Linked DNA regions of Mus musculus: all the other regions are linked to region 1. Evidence: chromatin contacts called from public Hi-C, HiChIP or PLAC-seq and promoter capture Hi-C data. All regions are on one chromosome and are shown on one strand. Each heading gives the region's core, a stretch centred on a gene start, on an enhancer-like site or on the middle of the called end of the contact. The rest is flanking DNA. Distances are from core to core; before and after follow the strand shown. Region 1 holds the start of Ints6 (integrator complex subunit 6). Region 2 holds the start of Tnfrsf19 (tumor necrosis factor receptor superfamily, member 19). Region 3 holds the start of Msra (methionine sulfoxide reductase A). Region 4 holds the start of Arl11 (ADP-ribosylation factor-like 11). Region 5 holds the start of Spryd7 (SPRY domain containing 7). Region 6 holds the start of Trim13 (tripartite motif-containing 13). Region 7 overlaps Dleu2 (deleted in lymphocytic leukemia, 2).

Region 1 (3,657 bases), core at 549-3,048:
CATTCATAAACGTTGCATGGTTTTCTTTCCATCCAGCCTGAAAAGAAAGATGTAAGATTTTTTTTTTTATCATTTGAAGTCATGTACACACATGGACACCGATTACAATGTGATGTCCACCAAGTAGGTATTCCATTTCAGGTTTGCATATTTAACTTCACTTTTGCTTGATATGGCTTGGGGAATGTGTTATAACTGTTGTCTCTGGTGAGGAAACTCTTCCAAAGGTGGCCAAGAATGAACCTGCTTGCCCTACACCTTTTGTTAAGTTAACAACCGTCTTAATACTTTAATAACTTCACTGGGAAATTTGCTAACATAACATCCTCCAAATTGTGTGCAAGGGACGGGTGTTGCGACGGTGCTAGTGGGAGGCAGATGGCAGCAGGACTTCTTAAGTTGACCACAGCTGTCCCACCGATCGGTGGCCTTCCTAGTTCCACTCTGTGATGACCAAGTCTCGAAGCCCCCCTCCAGGCTTCCCTGCCAGCTTTGGCTGATTCCCTTTTAATGCAAACCCGGGCTAGGCAAGGCTGGGCCCCGCTGTCACTCGGGCTAACTTGAATAAATATCCCCCACAGTTCATTGCTGCCGCTCACGCCGCGGAGGGGAAATGTCGGCCATGTTGATCGTAGCGCCTCCGCCGCCAGGCCGAGCAGGACCCGGAGGGGACGGCGGTGGGCCAGAAACTGCCACCTCGCTGACGCTCCCGGGCTGGGGAGGGGTGGGAGGCCGCGGGGAAGGGACCTGGAGGCGGGAGCGGCCGTGGGGGAGGGGAGCATAATGAAGAGGGGGCGGGGAGGGCGAGCTAGGCAGGATCAGGGAAGGGAGGGGGAGGGCGAGGGCTGTTACCTTGATAGCATAGGGCGGCTCTTCGAAAGTGACCAGCATATACCTGTCTCCTCTGCTGGCAGGGTCCCGGGCACGGAGCTGCGGGCCAGGGTGGGGACGGGCGGGAGAGAGGGAAACACAGAGGCGAGGTTACCAGTCGCAGAAGGGTCGCTGGCCGCCCCCACAGTACCGCACACGCAGGGCCGTCCCTCCGCCGCCCCCCGCACCCACAGCAGCCCCACATGGGCCAGGCCCAGCAGAGCCCGCTCCCAGCGCCCGCCCGCCCGCGCGGTGGGGGAGGGGTCCCCGCGCCCGCGGAGCCCGCAGTAAACCCGCTGCCCCCCGCCCTGCCCCCCGCGGGCCACCGGGTCCGGGTCACCACCGGGGCTGGGTTAGTCGGTACCTTCATGAAGGTCTCTACCGCGCCTTTGGCCGTGTCCAGGTAGGTGGTGCCCAGATGGCTGCGCTGGTTCATAGAGGCAGACGTGTCTATCAGGAACAGTAAGATGGGCATAGTGCTGGCCGGGGACACCGGGGCCCGAGGTGGTGAAGAGATGGCAGAGGTGGAAGCACCGGCGGCGGCGGCGGCAACCGCCGATACGCGGGGCGGGGAACGCGGCCCCCGGGAGGAAAACACCAGCTATGGGGAGTTTCTCCCCCGATAGTTGAGAGGAAACTCCCCAGCCCAGGTCCTCCCGGCCGTACCCCCGCCTCCGGCCTGCCTGCCCGCTGGGGCGGCCGCGCGGCCGTCTGTCCGTCCGTCCCCCCCGGCCTGGGGGTCCCGTCCCCACTCCCGGACCCTGTGTGTGTCCCCGCGGGAGACGGGCCCAGTTCCCCACCCCACCCCCAGTGCAGGGAGTGGGGACCAGGGATCTGGCGAAGAGGGGAGTGGGCTGAGGGGAGATTGGCCCTGGGGCTGTTGAGAGAAGTTTGAGAGACTCCCTCCGCACCCCAGCGGTGTCACCACTTTCTCAGCCCCTCTCGCTACTGAAGCGCTTTTCTCTCTCACACTCCGGTTTTAACTCGGGCAGGGGCTACGTAGGCTCCGCCCCTGACACGTACTCGGGTCATGTGATCCACAGGCCCACTGCCCTATTGGCTGGTCCTTACAGCCTCATTAGCATATTCAAACAGCTCAGGGGCGGGGGAAGCCTGCAGGCCGACCGAGAGGACAGTTATTGAGCACGCGCGGAGGCGGGGCAGCGGGTGCACGCTAGAGCCAGCGCGCAAGGGGCGGCGGGCGGCCCGAAGCCCGCAGCCGGGAGGCGGGCTTCGGGAAGGGGCGGGGACAGGCCGCGGAAGCACCGCGGGTTGGGGCGGGGACTGCGTCGGCGCGCGGAGGGCGGGCAGCGGCCCTAGGCGTGTGTGTCAAGGCGGCCGGCCTTTTGGCTGTGCGCGGTGACAGGGTCGGGAGAAGGGAAGTGGAAGCCGCCCCCAACCTGTGGGTGAGGGCCCTGCGTCGCGATTTGAGAACGCAGGGCCAAGAAGGGTGAACGGACGAAGAATACGGGAGCGCGCAGGCCCACGCGGCTGCAGCAGGCCGGGCCTTGGGGCGGCCCGGAGGGGGCGGGGGAGGGGAAGTGAGAGGTTGTTTATGACCTGGTATTAATCCCCGCCGGTCTTTCGGCTCCGGCTCTAGCCGGTCAGAGGATCCACCGAAAAGGAAGCCAGCCCTGGAGTGCCTCACCCAACCCTGCAAACCCGAAGCGGAACTCAGATGTGGACTAGTAAAGCAACTGTCCTCTCCAACCTAGTTCTCTCTTCAAATCGTGTTAAGGCACTAGACTAGATTAAGAAATGAAAGGGGGGCCTTCCAAATCCTAATCCACTGCCCTCGTTTTAAAAGTGAAAAGGGATGACCACGTTGCGCAGGTGACCCAGAGAATAGATAGGTTCCTGGGAAACCCGCCTCTCAAGTCTTTGCCAGTGTTGTGTCGGAAAACATTCTCAACCCCTGTCATATTAAGTCTTCAGTCTGCACCTGCAAGTCCGGAGAATTGTTCTCAAATGTAGTTGGGAAACTGCAAGACCCGCTGCCTGAAATATGAGTTGAATTCGGAACATTGAGGCCTTTTAAGAGTCGGTATTTGTAGGGCTTCTCCCACTGGCCCTGCATTTCCGGATTTTCTCTGCTGAAATTCTGGCCTGCTGGGCATCTGTAGTGACATGCTTGTGGCGCTTTTTTAAAATCAGGCTTTGTTGTTTGGGCTTTTCCTAATATTTCAAAAACAAAAGCCTCAGAACGTTGTTTAACTTATTATCAGTAAATAGTAGCATACTGTTCTATGGGAATAAACCATAGTACAGGCATGAGTTTATTAGAGAGTAAGACTATTAACTGATTAAATAACAACCAGGATGTGCTGCAGGCTAGTTATGCCTGGGGCTGGTAGAAATTAATATATGAATTGTGGTCCCTGTCTTCAAAGAGTTTGCAGTATTCGAAGAAAATATAAAAACGTTGAAAATCAGAAAATGATTATTGTAATTCGGGAAGAAAAAAACAATCCCTTAAATGGAGGGTGATAGGAATAGTTTCCAAGGTTTGTGTTTGTTGCTTAAGACTTCAGATCTCAAGAAGATCCTAATAAGAGATCAGTGACAATACAGAGTTGTTTTTGCAGCTCTGACATTTTTCTTTCCGTGTTAGTGCATAATTTTCAGAGAATTCGTCTCCCTTCTGGCCATGGCCTCTCAAATGTGTGTGAGTCCTGCCTGTCTGAAAACAGGCCATAATAATGTCTACTTCCTGTGTATTGTGGAATAGTATGAGCCCAATATGAGTTAAAGAAGCAACAGCAGCTGCTAGTGAAAAGAAAAAAGAGA
Region 2 (3,657 bases), core at 433-2,932, 1.7 Mb before region 1:
ATGTGTATGTGTGCGTGCGTGCGTGTGTGTGTGTGTGTGTGTGTGTGTGTGTGTGTGTGTGTAGAAGTTATGAATTCACAAGTAGCAGTTAACTGGCAAGCTGGGTGCCCAGTATAATTTGGTTTTGTAGGGCACTAATTGAAGTGAAAATGTGGCTAAAATACTTCATGTAACATAATAACTGTTGATTGCCAGATAGTTTTGGTAAACAGTTGGCAAATTGTAACTCACAACAGCTGTCACTATATATTTAGAGTAAATGTTAATTTAAGAATATTAACCTCGGGAGTGTTTCTGTAAACAAAGCTTCTCCTATTTTCAGAGGTTACAGAGCCTGGCTTGGGTATTTTTAGCCAAACCTAACGCAGCTTGGCGCTCCCTGTTTCCGAGTTCCTCCGCTTTACACTTGAAAGGCTTCAGTCCTAAATGCCTTTGCAGAGATTCCCTTGGGAATGCGAATGGCAAGGACACATGTGCGATAGATTCACATCTCCCGGAGGCCGGAGAATAAAGTAGTAATATTGCTAGGATTGCTAGAGAGGAGTTTTGCTCCGTAGGGTGGGGGGAGATAGGGGAAGAGAAAGGAAGGTGGGGTGGGAGTGAGGGGGTGTTAACAGAATCCCACCGTTTCTAAATAAAGTAAGAGGAGGTTTTCCAGCCCAGCTTCCAGCGTCTGAAACCCTGCTGGCAACAAACATTAGCGAGGCTCTGTTTTTGTCCTGTTGGAACTACTCACTTCCAAGTAAGATTTGCATGACAGATATCAAACTCTTGTGCAAACCGCGAAACAATTGCATCAAGAATCAAATTCAGTTTCACGTGCACGCAGCCTGGTGCTGGACTTGGCTTCAGGCATGCTTGCTGGGAGCTGATAGCCATTTTTCCCCCTTTGAACATGCGAGGAAAACGCAGTGAAAGTTCCAACCACACACGAACGCCTACCTGCTACTCGCCAGTGCTGTGCTCCAGACTCACGCTTTCCGCAGCTTGGTAGCACTTCCGCGCCAAACGCTTTTACCTTCCCAAAAATGTGTGTGGGCGCAAGCCCAGACAAACTTCAAATCCAGGAAAATGGATTACCCGCGCAGATCAAAGGCAGGCGAACTAGGAGATGGAGTGCCTGTAATCTGATCGCCGATCAGTTGCTGCGCATCAAAGGCAAGGCTGAGTTTACTCGCTACGCGCGCAGATCTAGAAAGTTCGCTACCGTCTGGTTCTTTTGTTAAACGTGGGCCACGTTGTTCTGCCCCAGCTCTGGAGAGCAGGCTTCCCCAGCCTGGGCTGAGCGGCTGGATCTGCAGCTCTCTCTCGCGGTGCCCCAGCTGGGCTGCCTAGTGCCAGCGCTGCTGCGCCGCATCCCTTTCATCTCGCTGAGTGGCAGCTCCCATGACATCATGCCGTGCCGTGGGGCTGGCCGGGAGAAGCCAGTCAGCCTGATTTCTAGTCGCGTTGGTCTGTGCCTCGCCCGCGACAGCCCTGCAGTGTGTCTCTTGGCTGGGAGGGACACACCAGGACTGCTCTGGGCCTCTGTGCTCCGGGCCTGTAAGGTCCTGGATCGTTGCAGGTTCCAGTAGACAGCATCAAGCCGCTGCCTGTGACAAAAAGCACGAAGTCCCTACCAGAGCAGGGTAGTCCGAAACGCAGCAGAGCGGCACAGCAGTGTTTAATTAGGCCGTTTCTCCGAACACCTGCCTTACACCGCCAGGGTCACAGGCAAACGTTTTAAAAAGCTTGATTCCCCACCCCCAACCCCACGCGCGCGGCTCCCCACCCCAACACACACATACTGCGACAAGTCTTTAAGAATTAGTAAAATGTCTTTTCCTGGTGAAAGTATTACAGGTGGCGCCAGTCAAGTATGGCTTTCATTGAGTGAAGGAGTGGATACTACAACTTACAGAGATACCGCCACTAGCTCACTGGACACCTGGGTCAGAAGCTTGTTAATCTAAATTTGGGGTCCTAATAAAACAACAACAACAAAGGATGCCTTCCTTCTGAGTTGCAATCATGGATACCTCTAGCGACTCCTAAAAGTCACAGAAAGGTGACTTAGAGGAAAGCATTTGCTTGCAATCACTCCACAGCTTCTGTCCCAGGCAAAGCACAAATCACAGTTTGGATCCAGCTGAGAAATCGCCACCTTATTTTCTGTACTGTAAAACGGAACTTAGTGTCCGTTGTTTAGAATACCCACGAGGCTGGTAAAGCACTGTGGTCGGAATGTGGCATGTTTTTGAACATGGAGCTGTTTATTCTGGGAGAGAGAAAAGATTTCCATTATATGATGGAACTGCATCTGTTTGCAGAAGGGCACTGAAAAATATCATCTGCAGCACCCTTAGAGGAACCCACTTCCTTCCTGTGACTTCCTTCTCTTATCAGTTGCATCTCATTTTTCCTGGTGTGATATTTAAAAATAGTTTATGCCCTGTCTATCTCCAGCTGTCTTTGATTCCTGTGTAAATCTTGATGGCAAAATACTTGGTTTGTGAGTTCATTGTAACACTTAAATAGATCTATTTGGTTTCCAGTATTTTTCCCCAGTGGGAGGTGGAGGCTGAACCCCAGGGCCTGTTCATGCCCTCCATCTCTGAAATGTCCCTGAGACACATGGGGCTTACTTTGTACTTGTTTGTTTTCTTTTTCCTTTTCGAGACAGGGTCTCCAGTGTCATGAGCTGGCCTCAAAAGTGCTGTTTATTCAAAGACAGCTTTGAACTCTTGATCCTCCTAAAGGCTGGAATTACAGACATCCACTGCTACATTCAGTTTATGTGATTATGGTTTCTGAACTTAGGGCTTCATGCATATTAAACAAGCACTCCACCAATTGAACAATGTACCCAGCCTCACATCCTTCAAATGAGCAGGCATGCTTTTGCATACTATCCCAAGACACCTGTACCTACAGAGCTCCTGAGCTCCAAGGACTCATGAAATCAGGGGCAAACTATTTCCAAGAAGGCTGACTTTTCTCTGAGGTAACCCAGATGTTCCATGGTCTAGGGTCCATGCCCAGAGCCTTCATCAAGTTTGCTGTTCCAGAGCCAATGGAAACTGCTAGGTGCTCTTATCTCTGGGTGAGCAAGTTGCTTACAGGTCTCTACAGTTTACCACCCATGGGAAATGGGCAAGGATTGAATTCAGATGCTTATGTTTCTAGAAGCTTCCAGAAGGCATCTGGAAGCTACAGCTTCAAGGAACACGCCAGTCAAACCAGCTCTACGTGAATCTCACAAAGCAACACTGGTTGCTCAAATGCCTTAGCCCTATGCACTTGAGTTGGTCTTTTCTGAGACAAGAACTATCCATGTGGGAAATGAATCAACCCTGATGTTAGAGCCCCAGCTGTCCCCAGATGCAGAGGGTGGCTAAAGGCTGGTCTCCAAGGAAGAGTGACGGCTTGTTTGCACTGTGCTCAACTGAACTTCCTGCAATGTGAGATGTGTGTGGCCCAGCCCTTGAGACTCTGAAGGCAGTTGAGGGCTTGAAGGGGAGGCTCATCCCCTTTACCTCCAGGAGGCACAGAAGAAGGTGGGCAAAATCATTCAGCCAGTCAAGAAACTTGCTGCCAAGTCAAATGACTTAAGTTTCATCCCTAGGACCCACATGTTATTCACTGAGCTCACATGCACACACGATTAAATAAATAAAT
Region 3 (3,657 bases), core at 706-3,205, 1.7 Mb after region 1:
TATAGAGACATGAGGAGAGCAGAGGCTGCAATAGAGAAGGATACAACTTCCCAACTAGGAAATATAAAGACTTTCATATTCATCATGGTCACCAAAACTTATAAGACGTAGTGAGGCACAGTGTTGCTGGAACCAAAGGCAACCCTAAGCAACTCCTCTAGCTTCCCTTCTCTCAGTTACTTTAGATCCCTCCCTACCAGAGACCCTCCAGCCTGCCATGTGACTGGGCGACATGACACCCATGCTCCTCTTATACTTGACTTTTAAAAAATCATTAAGTTTGGAGGCTGTGCAGCTGTGTAACCTATCAGAAGTCTCCCTCCATCTCTGCTGCAGATAACCCCTGGGACGTGTCTGTGGCTTTCACTGTATTTATGGTTCAAAGGAAACTCAGCGTCAAAAACTCCATGTTGTATTCAACTGTATTTCTACTTTGCACTCAAGGAATGTTTGTTTGAACTGAGTAGCACAAGGTTAATGGCTTAGCAAAATCTCCTAGCCTCTCCTCTCCCCTTTCAAGTCTGAAGAGATCAAGATAAGATATTTCCACTGTCCACAGAAGTATCCAGTAGCCTTGTGATTACGGGTCAGGTCAACGGATCGCTGGCCTCCAGGTTTATGACGCCTAACTCCAAACTAGAAAGATACCTAGAGGCCTATAATTTGTCAGCTCCTGCCCTAAACCCCTCTCCTCAACCCTCTCTGCCTGAAGATAAATGGAGCCTGAAAAAAAAAAAAAAAAAAAACAGTTTACCTGGCCACCTTCTTCTGGTTTTGCTAACTTACCAAATAAGTCATTCTCTTTGTCCCCACTCTTTCTAAAATATTCAGGTCCCTTTCCAAGTGGAAAGCACATGAACTTGGATTCTGTACTGGGAACAGTGAGAACCTTTCAGGAACGAATACTCCCAAGAGTGGGGGGTTAGAAACATTACAATAGGGCTGACAAGGTAAAAGGTCAACAAGAACTACAATCCGATTTCAACTCCTAGGTCCTAAGTGGTGCAAGGAGAAAACTGAGTCACACAGGTAATCAGCTGATCTTCTCACGTGCGCCTGGGGCTTAAGGGAGCACACACAGACACCTCTTAGAGGCTTCATCCATAGCACGTGGAGTTTCTGCAAACGGGGGAGACAACCCAGCATGCCCTTGAAATAACTACAAACTGGGGAGGGTTCTTGCAACCAGCTCTGGCCGAAAATTACACTTCAAAACCTAAGTTCCCAGCGTTGTTAGGTCTGCCTCCAGCGCTTCCATGAACTGGCACCGCTAGACGCTCCTAGAGGCCTAGGTGAAAAGGAAGACTAAGGCTGGGCTCCCACCAGACTCCACTAGCCCCAAATACGGAGCTGCAGACCAGCAAACGGGCTGGGTCGATCCCAACGCTAAAGTCTTTCAGAGCGAGACTCAAACAAAGAGAAGCACGCAGGCAGGAGACTGCCCAGCTGAGCTCCCGCCCTTCCCGGGCTGGGGGGCGGGAGAACTGGGGGGAGGGGGGGATTCGCTGCTTCTTTGCGCACGCGTAGACTCCGACCTGGGACCCACCCGCGGTCCCGCACGTCTTCTTCCGGGAGGGCGCTGTGCGCAGGCTCCACGCGCATGCTCAGCAGCCGTGCCACCTTACCTGTTACAGGGATCGGCTCGGTGCGTCCCGGCAAGGCTTCCTCTGCGGAGATGACTTTCGAAGCTGAGTCGCCCATCCTCCGTACCGGGTTGGCGCTAGAGAGGAGCTGGAGAGCCCTTCTAGAGGCGGAGAGCATGGGCGGCGTGTCCGTCTCGCGGGGCAGACCTCCAGGCCTGGCTGTCTCTGAGGGACAAAGTTCCCAGAGTACGTGAAGCCGCGCGGGCCAAAATTGATGCTGGCTGGGCGCCACCGCGGGAGGTCAGAGTTGCTGCCGTTTCTCCACCTCCGCAGCCAGGGTTCCGGGTGCGATGTACTCACTCAACCACAAAGTAGAAAAGGGAAATCAATGTGTGTGCATAAAAAGGCAGCGAGCTAGAAGAAAGGCAGACCTATAAGAGGATGGCTAGATGGACAGCTAGGAAATTTGTCTATTTCTATCGGAACCATCTTGATAAGTCACATCGATCCAAAGTGAAACCAAAGCACAATTCTCAACACCACAAAGGATCAAGTACTCAACATGAAATATAAACATATAGTGTGTGTACGTGTATAAATGTATAAATACATTCTTCAGCGCATCTCACAGCCCATAAAGTAAACAATGTAGGCACAAATACATTGTTAAACGCTTTATGTGAATGAAGTTAATGGTGAAGTTGGACCAGACGGACTTCAGAAATTATGAGAGAATATTCCTAAACTGAATCTCTAGCCTTAATCTTTAGGTGGCTAGGACCAGATGAGTGATTTCAGAGGTCCTGTATGAGATTTTTGATTTACACACTGCCAAAATGGGCGGGTAGTCTCACATGAAGGAAGGAACTGAGGATTAGCGCCCACAGGGATTTGAAGCTTTGAAGCTAAGCTTCTCCGTGGGTTTAGTTACCACTTTGTGTTCATGTGGGACTGTAATATAAGGACTAGGATTAGTGTACTGCATAGAATGTTGCCAGACACACAACGTTAAACAGATTAAGGTGTTTGTCTTATAATGTAAAAGTCTCCTGGGCCAACTTGTTCTCAACAGTTTACTTGTGGCTTGCTTTTGCTGTGACATTATGCCAAGCAGGTTCTTTCTACGAGGCCTTGCCTGAAACCATCCCAAGATCCAAGATGTCCCGTCCAGGCTTGAAGAGGGCCTGGTCACTAAAAAAAAATGTGTTAAAAAAAATTGTACTTGTAATTTACTGCCCTTTGACACACAGTGACTTGCTTTTTCTGTTTTGTGGTTGACAGAACAAGGGTCATGCAAGAAAAACTTCGTAACTAAATACTGTGTAACGGAAGAATTTGTAATGTTAAGGGAAACTGCTTGTGTAATGTTAGGTATCCCAGAACCACAGTCCATAATATTTAGTATGTAAGATATATATATATATATATATATACACACACACACACACACACATTTCTACTTACCTACCAAGGGGAAATGAGTTTAAAAAAATAAAGTAAAAGCATTGTTTAGAGTTTTATTATTCAGAGTAGTGGGTCTCTTACTAAAGTTTCTTTCCTGCCTTGTGGTCCTAGAAATCCAACTCAAAACACCAAGCTTGGTGGCAGGCACTTTTACCTGCTGAGCCATCTCTCTGGCCCCACTTTAAACATTTTGAGGGTTCTGTGTACACTGTTTAAATGTTTTCAATGATCCTAATGGTTGTACTATACTCATGCAAGCATTTTGAAAGAAAGAAGCATCTCAATTTCTTTAAAGTTTCCTTCATACAAGTTTAACCTTATTTAACAAACTAGCTGTGTTGGCTGAGTTGTTTCCTGGCTTGTTTGTTGATTACAAAGTCTCTCTCTGTAGCCGTGGCATGGAATTCAAAGACCCACCTGCCTCTGCCTCCTAAATCCTGGGATTAAAGCTGTGGCTACCATATCAAACCTCTGAGATTTGTTTTTTGAGGAGAGAAAATAATTATGCTATTTTCAGGACTAAGCATTGCTTTTCCTTTAGACTCCAACAACTTCCTTCTGAGCCAGCCTCCATATTTACTGTCACGTGCTGTAATTACATCCTAATTAC
Region 4 (3,657 bases), core at 528-3,027, 1.5 Mb before region 1:
GTCCCCCATCTGGCTATGTTTATCTCTACAATGGAGCCCTAAAATGAAGGGAGGCCCCTTCATTTTTTTATATAACATATTTTTATGTACTATATTGTACAATAACCATTTTGAAGATCAAAGAATGGAACTGTAAGTAACACTGTGTTATCAAAACCCCTTCCTTGGGAGAGGCAAAAATAGCACCTACCCTCCTCCTCAGGTCCCAGTGACAAACCACGGAGCAAGTCCTCCAGCACTCACTGGGAACCCAGGAGTGTGTCAGGTCAATGGGGGATGTTACAGACAGGGGCATAGGTGATCTTAACCAGCCACTCTAGAAGGTCTGCACCCGGGAGGAATGGTTGCTTCCCCATAGCTGAGTAGATGGAGCCTCCTCCCCTCATCCTTCCCAACCTACATCCTCTAGCTCATCCCAAAAGACCCCACCGCCACATGCAGTTAGGGAAGAATTGCAAACAGCTGGTTGGGGATGTGTGTGGCTGGACCTTCCCTGCCCTCTCCTCCTATGAAGAATGGTAAACAGCCAATAGGCCCAACTGCATAAGCTTTTGACCCAGGCTCAACATAATCCCTGTTCTACACGTATACATATATATGTGTTTGTGTATATACATATACATGCACATATGCACGCACACCCCTTTGGAGGGTTTTTTTTTTTTAATTTAGAATTATACTCTACAATTTAACACACACGTGGTTCTGTCTAACCAGAGGGACTCTCTGAAGTCTAATGCCATTTACTTGGGAATAGCCGTACACTGCAATGTGGATACATGCAGCAGAGGAAACTGTGTTTATTCAAGGTGGATTGAGGCAGGTGAAAGGTTTTGAAGGAAGAAATGAGGAGCCATGAGCTGCAGAGATGGCTCTGAGAACCAAGTGCCTGTCGTACAACAGAAGGAGCATAGCACCTTGTGGAAGCTGGGCAGTGTCATCACCTGTAACCCAGCACTGGGCGGCCAGAGGACCCCAGTCTAGACAAATGAATGAGCACCACAGAGGTGTCTTAGGAGAAGAGCCTCTCCCTATGCGGAGGAAAAGGCTGAGGTCCAGGTACACAGACATGCACAGGGCCGTGAGGACACCGAGAGACCCAGTCTCAGAAAATACAGTGGAGAGTAACTGAAGACCATGCCAGAAATTGACCTATGGCCTCCATATGCATGCACATGTACATACATGTGAATATACACCCACACAAACATGTTCATGCACCACATGTACACATACACATGAACACACACAATAGGAGCATAACTATATGAAACCATCTTAGGCTGCAAAGGAAAATAACAAGGGTCGTACTATTCCAAAATTAAACAGTTGTTGGACAGACATCTCTGTAGAACCAGTGTGTGAGAGCGTGTGTGTGTGTGTGTGTGTGTGTGTCTGTGTAAGGTTGTGGTTCTAGCAGAGTCTTTTATGAATGCTTATCAGTCATGCACGCACAAGATCTGCTCCTTTATGTACTTATTAATTATTGATTAATTCATTTTTTCCTCCTCCTTTTTTGTTTGGGCTTGACAAGTCACTCCATTTTGATTCTGACAAGCTTCACAGTTTTGCAAATCAAAGAGTCTCCCAGCACCAGAAAACCACTGCTGCCCGTGCTGGGTGGCCTGCGCTTCAGGATTCCCAGGGAGATCACAGGAGTCAAGGAAAACAAGGAAGGGTGACACAACTCTGAACTTGTGAAGTCCCTCAGACTGGGGAAACTGGTGCTGGGCGGGGCTCCACTAACAACGGAGAGCTGAGATGTCTTGAGACACACCCCCAATATGGGAGGATGTCTGCCCTAACCACTCGAGAGAGGAAGCAAAAACAGGACAGATTGCAACAGCCACTACACTTCCTTCATATCCTGCTCTTGGGACATGGCGACCAGCAGAAAGAAGCTTGATTGTGGAGAGGTGCCCTAGCGGAGGGATGTCTGCCACAGTCCAGGCAACCACAGAGGTAACTCTAACTCTTGCTCTTTTTCTCAGGGCAGAAGTGAATGAGGTTCCTTCCTTTCCTTCAGTGATATCTGATGCACATACTCCTAAGAGTGCTATGGTCCACCTTCTGCCTCTCTAACTTTCTCCTAAGTTGTAGATAGTTCTTAGGCCTTCATGGTTAGAATTCTTTAAAACACACACACACACACACACACACACACACACACACACACAAACATGCACACGCACACAGTATTCTAGAGGCTTTTTATATGGTGTGGAAAAGTTCTTGGCTCTGACTCAAATTTGCCTGAATCAGCAGTGGTTGTCAGTAGGTACTGGAGAGACCAATGTGCAGGTCCTGGGAGGAGTTCTAAGAAGTTAGCATACCCTGACCTGGCTTCTCCACTCTCTGGAATGCAGTGTGCTGCCACTTCTGAGTTTAGGCCCCAGGAAGGAAACAGGAGGGTCAGAGACCACAGAGTGAGAAATGAAAATGCCTTTCTGCAGCCTCTCCTGAACACGGTTGGTCGGCTGCTGCTTCCTTCGCCTCTACTTTAACTACTTAGGAAGGACGCTGGAGTTCTGCATCTTCAGGTGGTTCTCCGCCAGCACCAGAGGCCAGTCAGCTGCTGTTGACTCACACTTCCTCACTTCCTGGGCTTTTCAGGGTCCAGCCTGGGTCTGAAACCCTTCCCTAAAATGACTTGTTTTGTTCTAGGGTAGGAGCTCAGTGCATGCATGCATGGATTTGCATTTCTTCAGAAAAGAGTAGCTGATGTGCGTCCTCAGCCTTTCTGCAGGAGGATTTACTAGGGGCCATCATGGGCTCTGTGAATTCCAGAGGTCACAAGGCAGAGGCCCAGGTGGTAATGATGGGCCTCGACTCTGCTGGCAAGACCACAATTCTGTACAAACTGAAAGGAAACCAGCTGGTGGACACCCTACCCACTGTTGGTTTTAATGTAGAGCCTCTTGAGGCTCCTGGACATGTGTCACTGACTCTCTGGGACATTGGGGGACAGACCCAGCTCAGAGCTACCTGGAAGGACTACCTGGAAGGCATCGACCTCCTTGTGTACGTGCTGGACAGCACAGATGAAGCCCGCTTGCCTGAGGCAGTGGCTGAGCTCAAGGAAGTCCTGGAAGACCCCAACATGGCCGGCGTCCCCTTCTTGGTACTGGCCAACAAGCAGGAGGCTCCTGGTGCTCTGCCGTTGCTTGAAATCAGAAACAGGCTGGGCCTGGAAGGGTTCCAAAAGCATTGCTGGGAGCTGCGGGCTTGCAGCGCTCTCACAGGACAGGGGCTGCAGGAAGCCCTGCAGAGCCTGCTGCATTTGCTGAAGTCCCGCTGAAATGCAGTAACCTCTGACTCCAGGCTGGAGCAGGACAGGGAGCAGGGTCAGGCGGACCCCGTGAGCGGGCAGAACAGCTTATCCTGGCTATGAACAGACGGGGCCAGTTGAACCTTGAGAAAAGGAAGCTCAGTTTACCACACGAGAAACCACAATTCTCTTGGACAGTATATTTTCTTCTCAGGACTTATTCTCAGTGGCAGTTATGCTGAAAATCAACTGTTCTTCAAGTAACAATAGTCAGAGGGAATATAAAAATTCTCACAATACCCCGGGTAACAGCCCACTACAAAGTGCCAATGTAACAAAGTTGGTGACATAGTAATTGACCAAGTTCACAAATGAAAAGAGGTTCCAAA
Region 5 (3,657 bases), core at 780-3,279, 1.2 Mb before region 1:
AAAACAAAACAGCAACCAAGAAACCAACAAAATAAATCAAAACGAAACTAGTATGAAACAAACAAAAAAGTCCAAATATATTCTTTTTTGGGGGAGCTGTCCTGGAACTCACTTTGTAGACCAGGCTAGCCTCGAACTTAGAAATCTGCCTGCCTCTGCCTCCCGAGTGCTGGGATTAAAGGCATACACCACCACGCCGGGCTCCAAATATATTCCTTAGGTTGTATAATTTTATGCTGAACACAAGCAGTATGTTTCCCATGTTTTCAAGTTAAGGCCAATCCGCATTTGAATCATTCTTCTAACTCAACACTTCTCTTCCTTTTTATTGTGATTCTCACATCAAGCTTGAAGGTAGTTTCAATTTATTGTAAAATAGGTTAAGAAAAAAGTTCCACGGAAGGGAAGAAATTGAGAGACCATATCCCGGTTCTTCACTCAGCACCTGAGGGTGCTGGATAGCACAGGAGAAAGGGAAACTGCAAAGATACAATGGGTCACTTAGTTCTTCCTAAAAGAAAAAGGCCAGGAATAAGGATTGTTCTACATAATAGACAGCACAGCATGGGCTCAAAAGTCACTACAGTCCTGCAGTCTTATCTCAGCCCTTAATACAGTATCTTATCACCTAAAAGTCATATTCATTGAGTGAATAAATTAAATAGAAATGTTTCCTGAGAGAAAGTACAAGATCTGAACATCCACTGTCTATAGTGATGGATAGGGGCTTAAAGGTATTTAGTACTGAAATTCTGTACTAGAGACTGTAAATTTGTGGTGGCACTGTACACCATAGTAAACGACGACTGCGTATAGTACTGCAATAGAAAATATAATGGGCAATGTTTCCAGACTTGTAGATTATCTGGGCAGAAAAGAGTTTTGTTGTAGATATTAAGAATGCTTGTGTTACTTAAATACAGTCTTTTAGACAATGAGGTATTTGGGGAAATCAAAAAATGCATTAGTTTATTGTAATAATACACAAAAAGACAGCACTCTAACTGAAATAATTATTCTGGGAAATCTGCCTGGATAATATTCCAGAAGCTTGGAAAGGGTCTAAGAACTGAAGTAATCCTATGTAGAAAAAGATGCTACAGGGGGGGGGGAATGTTGGATGAGAAATTATTATTAAATTAATTATAAAGCCATTGGGAACTGGAAAAAAATGGATGAGAAGGAGCACTGTTCTATTTTGCAATCGCTTGGCCCGATGGCGAGAGTCAGATAAAATTACAGCGTTCCCAACAGTGACTAAGGTGTCCAGCAATGGAGATTTTAGTGGAAGTGGCTTGTTACGACCTGAGGCTCTACTCCAGGCTTCTGCAACCGGCCCTGTTTGGGCTTCAGGAAGTGAGGGGAAAATTACTCCCCCAGAACAAGCTTCAGCCTATATTTGATAGTGCTGAAGACAGGACTCAGCAAACACTAGGTGACACTCGACACCCGGGCACTGATGGCGGGCGGGCGGGCGAGCGCCCCCGCTTCCTCACCTGGGAACACCTGACTCCTCTCTGAGAGATTCAGCCCTGGGAGGCTGGCACAGCCCATGCCCGATGACCGAGGCCAGAGAGGCCACAGGGGGCTGCGTGGTCACGTGGTCCCCGCCCCATTTCCCTCGGCCCTCGGTGGGCGGTTGGGTCCAGTCGGGAGGCCCTTACCCATGTGCTGCGTGTCCAACTGTACGGCCGGCATCTCCTTGAGAGGAATGTGGCCAGTCCCGCCGTCCCTGCAGCAGCGCAGGCAGCACCACGCCGACGCGGCCATGGCGTAGCTACACAGCCCCACCGCTCCGCCCGCGCCCGAGTGCTTCTGGGTCGCGGGAGCCTCGCAGCCCGCACAGCGACGCCAGGGCCGGGAGGCGAAGCGGAGACTGAGGCGAGGTCCCCCGGCGAAGGAGCGAGGACCGCCCGGAGGGGCGGGGCGGTGTCGGGAGGTGGGCGGGGCCAGCGGCCAGCCCAAGTCAAAGAGGGTGTGGCGGGTGGGCAGGGCGCTGTAGAGAGCCGAGCAGGGGCCCGGGCTTGACTGACTGAAAGAGGGCGGGGCCAGTGGCCTGACGCCTGGAAGAGGGCGGAGTTGGGGAAAAGGTCCGGGTTTCTGAAAGTGGGCGTGGCCAGTGGCCTGACTGACATGGGGTGGGCGTGGCGGCGTGCGCAGGCGTGCTGCGGCGTCCTCCCCTAGGCCCTGTGGCTGGCAGGTGAATGGTGGAGCTGAGAGTCGTCGGGATTCCCTGCGGCTGTGGTTGTTGCTGGTTTGACAGGGCCTTCTGTGCTGTTTATAGGGTCTGGAACTCCAGCCCTGACCGCCTCAGCCTCCGTAGTAGCTCCGTGCTGTGTCGGCGCGCTACTGGTAGCTGCCTGGGGCGGCTCCGCAGTGATTTTTAGGGATCGGCAGACCTCCTTTGGGCATGGAGCTAATAAAACGCCCGGGAGTTTTCCGTCGGAACTCTCCGGCTCTCCGCATCCTGCCACGCAGACTCCGAGGACCCGGTCTTTGGGTGTGCGGCGAGGCTCTTCGCATTTTCCATGCACCGGCGTTTATCATTGGGTTGATTGCTGCGTGGACCCAGGACTTGCAAGCAGTCACCCTTATGAGGGGACTACGGGAAGGGGTCGGGACAGGGCCGAAAGACGACTTTTTAAAAAGTCATTATTGTATATTCGTGCTCAGGACGTGCGTTCAGGCGCTCTCGTGCCACGGCAAGGTCTGAAGACAACTCTCAGAAATAGGTTTTCTTCCCCCTACCTTGGAGATCCGGGAATCGAACTCAGGTCTTCAGGCTTGCTTTCCGATCAGACAGTCTTACTCAGCTTTCTGGTGCACCAATGGTTCCTAGAAATGTGAAGGGAATGCCCTGAGAGAGGGTGAAGAGAAACTCAGCTCTTACGGGGGTCTGCTGCTTCCTATTACCATATCGAAGGAAGGCCCCAGTGGGGGTCACTTGTTATCTGTCTGTCGTTATCCCTCACACCCCATGGTGTCCCAACAGAATCTGGCTCAAACCTCTCTTCCAAGATAAGATTCCCACCCTGGAAGTTTTCTGGGTCTTCATCAAATCCTGGAAAACTGAACAAAAATTCCCAATTCTTTAGTAATGGTTTCCCATACATAACCTTTTAGTCACCTGAGTGTAAATATACTTTATTGAGATTTTTAGCCATAGGATGAGGGAAAAATTTCAGACTTTGGTTTCTTCTATTTATAAAAATATTTTTAGGGCTGGAGAGATGGCTCAGCAGTTAAGAGCACTGGCTATTCTTCCAGAGGTCCTGGGTTCAATGCCCAGCAACCACATGGCAGCTCACAACAACTGTCTGCAACTCCAGTTCCAGGGGATCTGACATCCTCAAACACCAATGCACATAAAATATAAACAAATACATAAATAAATATTATGATACTAAGGGAGATATCCAAGGCTTTTTTTTACTTTGAGACTTAGTTATTACAGAATTAATACCCAAAGTAATTGCTAAAATAATTTCAGACTATCCCCTCTCCCTCACTGCCTCTATATCTATTGAAGTACTCTTGATAATCCTCTCTTTCTCTCTCTCTCACTCTCTCTCTCTCTCACACACACACACACCACACGATAGACTTTTTGCAACATTTCAAGCTCAATACTGTCCCTACTTTATAGATGAAGAAATA
Region 6 (3,657 bases), core at 300-2,799, 1.2 Mb before region 1:
AAGAAGCAGCTTGGCTGTGCCTCAGAAAACCTTAGGTAAGAATGCTGAGGCAAATTGCTTGGGAGAAGTCTTGTGGTCTTTTCTCTGACCTGAGGCTATGTCGGTTGGGTGGCCCTGAGCCACTGTAAAGGTGAAGTGGTTTGGCTCCTACTGACTTGTCTTGGAGCCCTCCCCCCTCCCCCCATCTTGGTGGTGAAGTGGTTCAGCCTGCCAAGGGTGTGGGGGAGGAGCTAGAGGCTTCTTTTTATAGCCATTGGATGGAGGCCCCCACTCCTTTGTTTTTTGGCCTTTATGGAAGGAGCTTCAGTTAAGAGATAGAGATCATCCTTTGCGTTTGGGCTAACAGTGGAGTACAGGCAGGACTCGGGCAAAACGGAAATCTAGGTAAGAGCGCTAAGGGGCCCTGCTGGGTTTGGAGGAACTCAAGAGAAAGGTGGATTAGCTCCGTAGAATGACACAAGTTTCTAAAGAGCTGGAAGTTTAGTTGTAGGATCAGGCTTATAAATAATATATATTTTGTATATAGTTTAGAAAATGAAGCTACCTCCCCGATCTAGCAGGTTTTTACCCCAGTTTACGCTTCACGTGTCAAGTGGTATACATAAACGGTTACACGTGCCGTTGGAATTTGAGGAAACCCTCCACAGCTTCGTCTTGGTTTTCCACCTTGTAGAAAACCTGTTCATTTAGAGGATAAGGCTCTTGGTTCCACTGTAACGTTCTCGTGAGGACTAAGTTAGAAATGACAGGGATTGGTCTTAGGAATGGTGTAGCCGGGACCACAGGCAATGGGCGGAAGGGGGCAAGAGGGGCTTTTCCATGACTTGGAACCGCGCTTTCCCCAAATTTGCTCTCCTAAAGGCCCAGGCCTTCCCAAGCGGGAGTAGACGTGCTCCTCCAGCACACATCACCCTGCATTTACCGGCTTTCAAGTTTGGATAGGAACCATCTTTTTCATCCTCTGTAACCACGGTCTCCGCATAGGAGGTGGAAATCAGGGCGAGATATTTTATTTTATTTTATCTTATTTTATTTTGGTTTTTCTTTATTTTTTATTTTATTTTTATTGATTGATTGATTGATTGAGATATTTTAAAACCAGTTAAAAGTTCCTGCCTCTGAGGGGAACCGTAGTAGTGCCTTTCTTTTCTTTTCTTTTCTTTTCTTTTCTTTTCTTTTTTTTTTTTCGAGACAGGGTTTCTCTGTATAGCCCTGGCTGTCCTGGAACTCACTTTGTAGACCAGGCTGGCCTCGAACTCAGAAATCCGCCTGCCTCTGACTCCCGAGTGCTGGGAAGTAGTGCCTTTCTATAAAGTTGGGTCAATGGTTTTCTACCCAGAGATCGCCGAGCCCGCTGGGTCCTGAAAAGTAGGCAAAGTGGTGTGAAGGGTTGGGCTGTGTTTTTGTTTTTGTTGTTCTTGAAAAATGCAAGTAACAACAACAACAAAAATACAGCAATCCAAACTCGGCGCGTGGGCGTCACCAGAGCACTTATCCAGAGGCTGGGCGACCTAGGTGGTGCGCAGGCGCGGGACAGCGGGAAGCAGAGGGCGTGGTCGCCGTGTCCATTTTGCACCGGCGCAGCCCGGCCCCAGTTGGCTGGTGGAGGTGAGCAGTGTGCTCCGAGTAGGGACCGGGGGCCGGGAGTCGCTGGCCCCGCTGCCGCGGCCGGGGGACACCTGCGTGGGCGGTGACGGGCGGCACGGCCTGGCGGCAGCGGTGCTACTGTCGCGGTCGGGAAGGTCAGCGCGCCGCTGGGGAGGCCCCCTGGCTAGGAGGGGGCCAAGAATGCAGATCTGTGCCTGTGACACTCTTTCTCCTTTCTCTACAGTGTTCTCCAGTTTTACCGTCAAAACGTGAGGGAAAACGAACTGGCTCTCTCCACAGAAAATATAGTAAGCTTGCCAAAAGCATATACTTGCCTGGAACAAAGGTAAACCGTATTATTTTTCTTTATGTTCTGGTATTTATGAAGGGGAAAAATACCCGATTTTATTAGTCCTAGGACCATTCCAGATGGAAATAAAAAGAATAAGTATATCTTCACCACCTCCTTTAATAATAGGGCCTTTGTTCTTTTCATATTTCAAAACTCATGGATTCAAAAATCCATGCTTGCCATTCATTTTTTTGGTAATTACTATATATAATTTAAAAAAAGTATGCTCTAAAGGAAACAAATCCAGCAACATTTCTTCTGTGTGGTTTGTCTTAGTTGTCCAGCTACTGGGGCTGTAGAGCAGGGCTTTAGATTCCTGCAGCTTTCTAGACATTTGTATGAGGAGTGCTTTTAAAACAGAATGTCAATATATAGGCATTCTTTGTGCTAGGACTCAATGGGGCTATTAATCAATTATGCCCCCCCCCCCTTTTTTTTTGCTTTAAATTACACCTTGGAGTATGCTATCACAGTCTACCCGGGAACTACACCTCTGCCCTATTTAATGCTAAGCATCAGTTTCACACAGCCTAATATCACCTGAAAACAATCTGAACTGAGTAATTGTTTTTCAGATTGGTCTGTGGATATGTCTTCATTTACACTGGGCACACTGTGGGCAGCTCTATCTTTAGGCTGATGAACCAGCTAAGCAGGAGCCCATTATGGACAGGCAGCCATCCACATTCTTGATGGTGTCTGCTGGTTGGGAGTGGGTTCCATGGTGGAAGGCATTGTTGTGGGGAATAGAGAGCAGTTTGTTTTGCCTTGAGTTCCTGCTCTGACTTACCTCAGTGATGGACTGATTGTAACCTGCAAGTGTCAGTTGATTTTGGTCAGTGTTTTGCACTGAAAGTAACAGGTCCAGGCCCAGAAGACCCATGTCTTCAGCCTTCCTTCCCAACTGTTCTTTCCATCCATGTATTTTCTGGTAGGTCTGGAAGTTGCTCACTCTGGGCAAGCGCTTTCAGTGAGCTGCAACCTCAGCCCTGCTCTGTGAAAGGGTCTCTGACCCACCGCAGTTCATGCTTCTGTGTTTCTGGTACCCTAGTTGTATTTATTTTCAAGTAATATGAAGATAGTATTGTAAAGATCCTCATTTTGTAAAAGATAAAACATATTTGTGAAAACTATAAGAGATTTTTAGAAATCTATGGAGTAAACTTTGTTTTGGGAATCTATCCCAGTGCCTTTAGCATGCTAAGTATACCTCTGCCATTAGCATATTCTCGGCTCCTAACATAGGAAAATCATCTTTTTTCCCCCTTTTTGTGACAGTTTCCTAGTTAGACCAGGCTGGCCTTGAACTAACGTATCTGCCTTCCTCTGCATTCAGAGTGCTGGGTTTGGCTTAAGGTGTCTGCCACTACGCCTGGGTTAGAATACTAAATTTTTGACTTACTTTCTGGAGAGTTTTGAATCCTAGAACTTTGCAAATTCAAGGTCTGTGCTTTGGTGGTAGAAGGGCAAGGAGAGTCAGGCCCCATGTTTTTCCTCCGGAAGTTGGGGGCTTGGTTAGCTACTTTGGGTTTAAGCCCAGAACTTACGTTTTATTCCTACCCCTTTGTTCTCAAGATAAGTGACGCATGCTTCTAGTAACTGATTTAAGTTGGTTTACGTTTTAAGTCCAGGCGGAAACAGTAAGAATGAGACCTGTTCAGTGTTTGCTAAGGTGAGGAAATACGTGGAGAGACGGAGTGTTTTAGAAACCAGGATAT
Region 7 (3,657 bases), core at 557-3,056, 1.1 Mb before region 1:
TCAAGTAACACTAAACAAAAACTTTGAAACCAGTCAAAGAAACCAACACATATGCACTGCTCGATACAACACATTCTCTCATAATGAATTTGTAAAAGGAATGCATTAATATATATGCTCACCTGTGCATATTTACTTGTTATATTCTCAACTAAGAAACATAAATGACTCGTAAACTAAACTTTTAAATCCACTGCAATGGCCCAGTTAGAAAACATTTAAAAACAGATTTGCAAAGTTCTAAGAGTACATTCAATTTTTACAAAAAAAAAAATGTAGAACAGATTAAGTTTAAAGTTCACTTTCATCAAAATGAAAGAAACAATTTTCCCTTAATATGTATCCAATAAATACATGAAGACTGAGACGGAAAAATTTTATCAAAGGAAAAACCAAACACCTTAGATCCTTCGGAGAAGTTTTCAACTAATGAAGAACAGAAATGTCTTATAACTCCAACAGCAGAAATACAGTTTTCTGAAAACAGCCTCTTTAGTTTTACATTTAAATATATATATTTCAGAACCATCTGAAAGGCTTTTACGGAAGAAACAACTCTATTATGTACTAACTTAAAAAAAAAACTCCGATTTTACATTTTGTATTTATTTGAATAGTTCTCTGTCTAAACACAGTTTTTCGTAGGTCAAGAATTATCAGCTCTGGGATCAACATTCAAACCCCCCAGTCCCGCTTCCTTCCAGCCAATCAGTGGGTAAGAAGCCCGGCGTTTGGGAGCTCCGTTAGACTCAATTTGAAAAACATCACATTGCGCTCCTACTCTTCTGGAAGGGATCTAAATGAGGGCGGGTCCCCCAGTTTTCACAGACACACACCAAATCCAGGGTTCTGATAAAATTCCAGAGGGAGAAAGCTCTGTAGGGGGCCTGCTCTGACTAGCAAGTCACCGAGGGTCTCCTGAAGCCTGAGTCCTCGGCGAATAACCGAGAAGCTGCAGCAAAAGCATCCGCAGAGGATCACTAAGGCAGGTCCGTGCGACCCTCCCGCAGAACGTCCCATGAGCTAAGGGTTAATCTAGGGGTGCTGAGGGAGGAAAGCGACACAAGAGTTTAACGTGGACTCTTCACAAAGACTAGTACCTAGCGAGCATTACCTAAAGTCAAAGCTGTCACTGGCTCATTCAAGAGCTGTCGACTCTGGGTTGACAAAAAGCCAACAGCCAACGAAGAAAAAAAAGAAAGAAAGAAAGAAAGAAAGAAACCCCCCCCCCAAAGGAAAGACAACTCCGCTTTCTTCCGCCTCAGCGTCAGGAGTACCCAAGGAAAGTTGAGGACTGCAAAATGACCGTTAAATCGTAGGTGCAAAGGCTTGTCGGCAGGAGACACCAAGTTTCACGCTACTTTTCCTTGAGACGCTGCGATTCAAGGACCGGAGAAGGAAAAAGTCTTCTAAGAGCCCGACGCCAGGAAATCGCAAGCTCGCAGCCCCGTCCTTCCCTTCACCCCGACACCCCTCCCCCTCGAGCGAGAGAGGGGACCGCCGGGAGAGCAACGACAAAATGACCCAGCTGGATGCGGCCATCCATCCATCCGCCGCGCCCGGGGTCGGGATCCGGCCCGGGACCGGCCCGGCCGGCGTCGTTTCTTCCCCGCACTCCGCAGCGCACCTCGGGGGCCGCGGGCAGCCGTCTCTCCCGCGACCCAAGTTTCCCGGCAGGAGACGGCCTGCGCCCGGACCGCCGTGCACACCGGGGAGGGCGGGCGGGCGCCTGTCGCGGGCGACCCTGCCGCGCCGGCCTAGCTCCCCGGCCGCTCGCGCTGACAGGTCGGGCGGCGGCCGCTCGGCCGTGTCCCGCTCAAACCGCGCCTCCCCTCCCCCAGCTCCGCGCTCCCGCCACCCGAGCGCGGCCGGACGCCGCCCATCCGAGGACACCCAACTTACAGCAACCGGATCCCCTGGGGGAGCTTCTGCCGCGAAAGTGAGGGCAGACCCCGAGTCCGGTCCCTGCTCCCCTCACGGTCCTCCGGTCCCATCGCTGCCACCTCTCGAGACCCGCTTCGCTACTTGAGGCTCTTACCGACTGCGCCGCATCTGGCGAAGCCCCACCGACTGCCCTCTGCTCTAAGTTAATTTTTTTGATGATTTTTGGGGGATTTTCCGGCGTGATCCTAGCGTCGCGCTAGGCTCGGACAGGTTATCCCTTCCCTCCCGCTAGATTGATGAGATCAGGCATCACTCGAAAATGGCGCCGAAAGCGCTGAGACTCCTCATTCAAATTCGTTAGAGCCAACCCCGCCGCCCCGGGGCATGCCGGGAACGCGGGCCGGCTCCACAGCTGTCCCTGCCTCCCCCCACCCACCCCCGCGCGACCCTGCTGCGCATGCGGAAACTTCTACCTCCCTCTCCCCCGGCACATGCGCAGGATCGTCGTGGCGCAAGGCTCTCTACTTCCTCGGTTCCAGTCCCCGCTGTGTCTTGCGCTCCTGTGTGTGCCTGCGTGGCCCCTGTGCGGCAGTGGAGGTGGTCAGCTTTCGGACACTACTCCGGTGACACACTAGTGATGAAACAAATCAGGGACTATCTTAAGAGTTTCGTAAAAACAAGACAAAAACCGCTTTTAACTAAACTCCAAGCCACCGAGTGCGCCTTCGAGCCCTGGGTGGCCGCTCAGGAACTTAAAACCGCGTATCGCTGTCGTGCTCTCGCCCTCCGCCAGCGCCTCCCAGATCTGTCACACCTAAGCCTAGAACCATCTCACGAGGTAGGAATTTTACGGTTCAATCACACGACCAGCGGGCGGCTGTCACACCCCGACGTTTCCCTCCACCCCAGACCTCGAGGTGTGCGACCAGCCCACCATGCACAAGCCTTTGGATTCTGAACTGGAGACGGAGCTTTCGGTTCTGGATTGGAGCCGAAGATGTACAATCTTTTGGACGTCACTAGGGTACTTTTCCAAAAGAAAAAAAAAATAGTGCTAGAGTAAATTATGGACTCACCAGATAGGTTTCCCGTTGTATGAAGCCCCGAAAAAGTTGTAAGAGCCACTGGGTACTGATAATGTGGTACGCATTGTTATCAAACGCTTTGTGGATCAGGTGTCTCACTGCCCACAACACCTCTATGAAGTAGGTATTATTTTTGTTTTATGGCTATTGAAACCTGATGTTCCGATTATAAATTCTGCCGTCTTGCAGCTGGTGAGAGCAAGCTAGGTAAACCGCCTTTAAAAATGACTCTATAACAGGACAAAAAAAATGAAGTTAATATTTTAATTTTTCTTACAAAAGCATCTTTTGATCCTTTGCTTGCAAGACATTGTCCCTTCCACTAGGCTAATTAAGATGAAGTTTTTAAAAAGAAAAACTGCCATTGCTCCTAGATGACTATAGGGCTGTGTTTGGTTATGTTTCACTTGATTCTCATGGATTTTTAAAAAATGACTGTGAGTGTTTTGTTTACATGTGTGTATGTGCATCTTATATGTGCCTTCAAACATCAAGAGAGGAGGGATTTCCTGGAACTATGCTAAAACTAAGCCTGGGTCCTTGGCAAAATCAACAAGTGCTCTCAACTGCTGAGCTATCTCTCCAGCCTTATCAAATGTTGCTTTTCAAAACAGAACCCAACAGTTTAAAAATCAGGGATATTACTATGTTTGCTCTAGTTTTTATTATAAAAACAACTTGTGATGAA

What was found. Promoter capture Hi-C pulls out the DNA fragments that hold promoters and counts their contacts. Hi-C and Micro-C count contacts between places; a contact is called where the count stands out from the background. HiChIP or PLAC-seq counts read pairs in DNA pulled down with a chosen protein or histone mark.
Region 2: a contact with region 1 is called in a promoter capture Hi-C map of pre-B cells, with 2.7 times the contacts expected there. The contact joins the promoter of Tnfrsf19 here to the promoter of Ints6 in region 1.
Region 3: a Hi-C map of uterus shows a contact between it and region 1, with 11 times the contacts expected there. The contact joins the promoter of Msra here to the promoter of Ints6 in region 1. A contact is called at or near these places in 3 of 39 promoter capture datasets (the C10 cell line, liver and pre-B cells) and 1 of 484 Hi-C or Micro-C datasets (uterus).
Region 4: a contact with region 1 is called in an H3K27ac HiChIP or PLAC-seq map of embryonic stem cells, with 5 times the contacts expected there. The contact joins the promoter of Arl11 here to the promoter of Ints6 in region 1. A contact is called at or near these places in 1 of 39 promoter capture datasets (hippocampal neurons) and 4 of 115 datasets of contacts at active chromatin or transcription factors (astrocytes, embryonic forebrain, embryonic stem cells and 1 more).
Region 5: a contact with region 1 is called in a promoter capture Hi-C map of pre-B cells, with 4 times the contacts expected there. The contact joins the promoter of Spryd7 here to the promoter of Ints6 in region 1. A contact is called at or near these places in 6 of 39 promoter capture datasets (3T3-L1-derived adipocytes, cranial neural crest, embryonic stem cells and 2 more), 5 of 484 Hi-C or Micro-C datasets (B cells, CD4 T cells, embryonic stem cells and 2 more), 4 of 115 datasets of contacts at active chromatin or transcription factors (astrocytes, embryonic forebrain, large pre-B cells and 1 more) and 1 of 9 other capture datasets (liver).
Region 6: an H3K27ac HiChIP or PLAC-seq map of microglia shows a contact between it and region 1, with 7 times the contacts expected there. The contact joins the promoter of Trim13 here to the promoter of Ints6 in region 1. A contact is called at or near these places in 5 of 39 promoter capture datasets (cranial neural crest, embryonic stem cells, hippocampal neurons and 1 more), 5 of 115 datasets of contacts at active chromatin or transcription factors (astrocytes, embryonic forebrain, embryonic stem cells and 2 more) and 1 of 9 other capture datasets (adipose tissue).
Region 7: an H3K27ac HiChIP or PLAC-seq map of thymic regulatory T cells shows a contact between it and region 1, with 7 times the contacts expected there. The contact joins the enhancer-like site here to the promoter of Ints6 in region 1. A contact is called at or near these places in 4 of 39 promoter capture datasets (cranial neural crest, hippocampal neurons, liver and 1 more), 7 of 484 Hi-C or Micro-C datasets (CD4 T cells, CD8 T cells, embryonic stem cells and 2 more), 7 of 115 datasets of contacts at active chromatin or transcription factors (astrocytes, embryonic forebrain, embryonic stem cells and 3 more) and 1 of 9 other capture datasets (liver).

The regions. Positions count from the first base shown.
Region 1 is chr14:62,759,314-62,762,970 of GRCm38.p6, forward strand. It overlaps Ints6 (integrator complex subunit 6), which reads right to left and starts at 1,799. Exons shown (of 19, transcript NM_008715.2): 1 at 1,235-1,799; 2 at 853-930; 3 at 1-37. The coding sequence starts at 1,345. It overlaps 4931440J10Rik (RIKEN cDNA 4931440J10 gene), which reads left to right and starts at 1,188. Exons shown (of 7, transcript NR_045503.1): 1 at 1,188-1,273.
Region 2 is chr14:61,045,173-61,048,829 of GRCm38.p6, forward strand. It overlaps Tnfrsf19 (tumor necrosis factor receptor superfamily, member 19), which reads right to left and starts at 1,683. Exons shown (of 10, transcript NM_013869.5): 1 at 943-1,683. The region is part of intron 2 of Gm41167 (a long non-coding RNA gene); the gene reads left to right.
Region 3 is chr14:64,439,085-64,442,741 of GRCm38.p6, forward strand. It overlaps Msra (methionine sulfoxide reductase A), which reads right to left and starts at 1,956. Exons shown (of 6, transcript NM_001253712.1): 1 at 1,626-1,956. The coding sequence starts at 1,761.
Region 4 is chr14:61,307,976-61,311,632 of GRCm38.p6, forward strand. Arl11 (ADP-ribosylation factor-like 11) reads left to right here and starts at 1,778. Exons shown (of 2, transcript NM_177337.3): 1 at 1,778-1,962; 2 at 2,665-3,657. The coding sequence starts at 2,768. The coding sequence ends at 3,298.
Region 5 is chr14:61,554,857-61,558,513 of GRCm38.p6, forward strand. It overlaps Spryd7 (SPRY domain containing 7), which reads right to left and starts at 2,030. Exons shown (of 5, transcript NM_025697.4): 1 at 1,665-2,030. The coding sequence starts at 1,770.
Region 6 is chr14:61,597,963-61,601,619 of GRCm38.p6, forward strand. It overlaps Trim13 (tripartite motif-containing 13), which reads left to right and starts at 1,550. Exons shown (of 3, transcript NM_023233.3): 1 at 1,550-1,608; 2 at 1,832-1,933.
Region 7 is chr14:61,646,580-61,650,236 of GRCm38.p6, forward strand. All of the region lies in intron 1 of Dleu2 (deleted in lymphocytic leukemia, 2), which reads right to left. Among named protein-coding and RNA genes, the nearest start is that of Mir15a, 16 kb to the left of the region's middle. Within about 2 kb of position 1,807, at least 436 of the 459 cell types and tissues checked have an H3K27ac peak or open chromatin away from gene starts, as enhancers often do. A contact at or near this core is called in CD8 T cells, astrocytes, embryonic forebrain and 8 more, where this site is marked.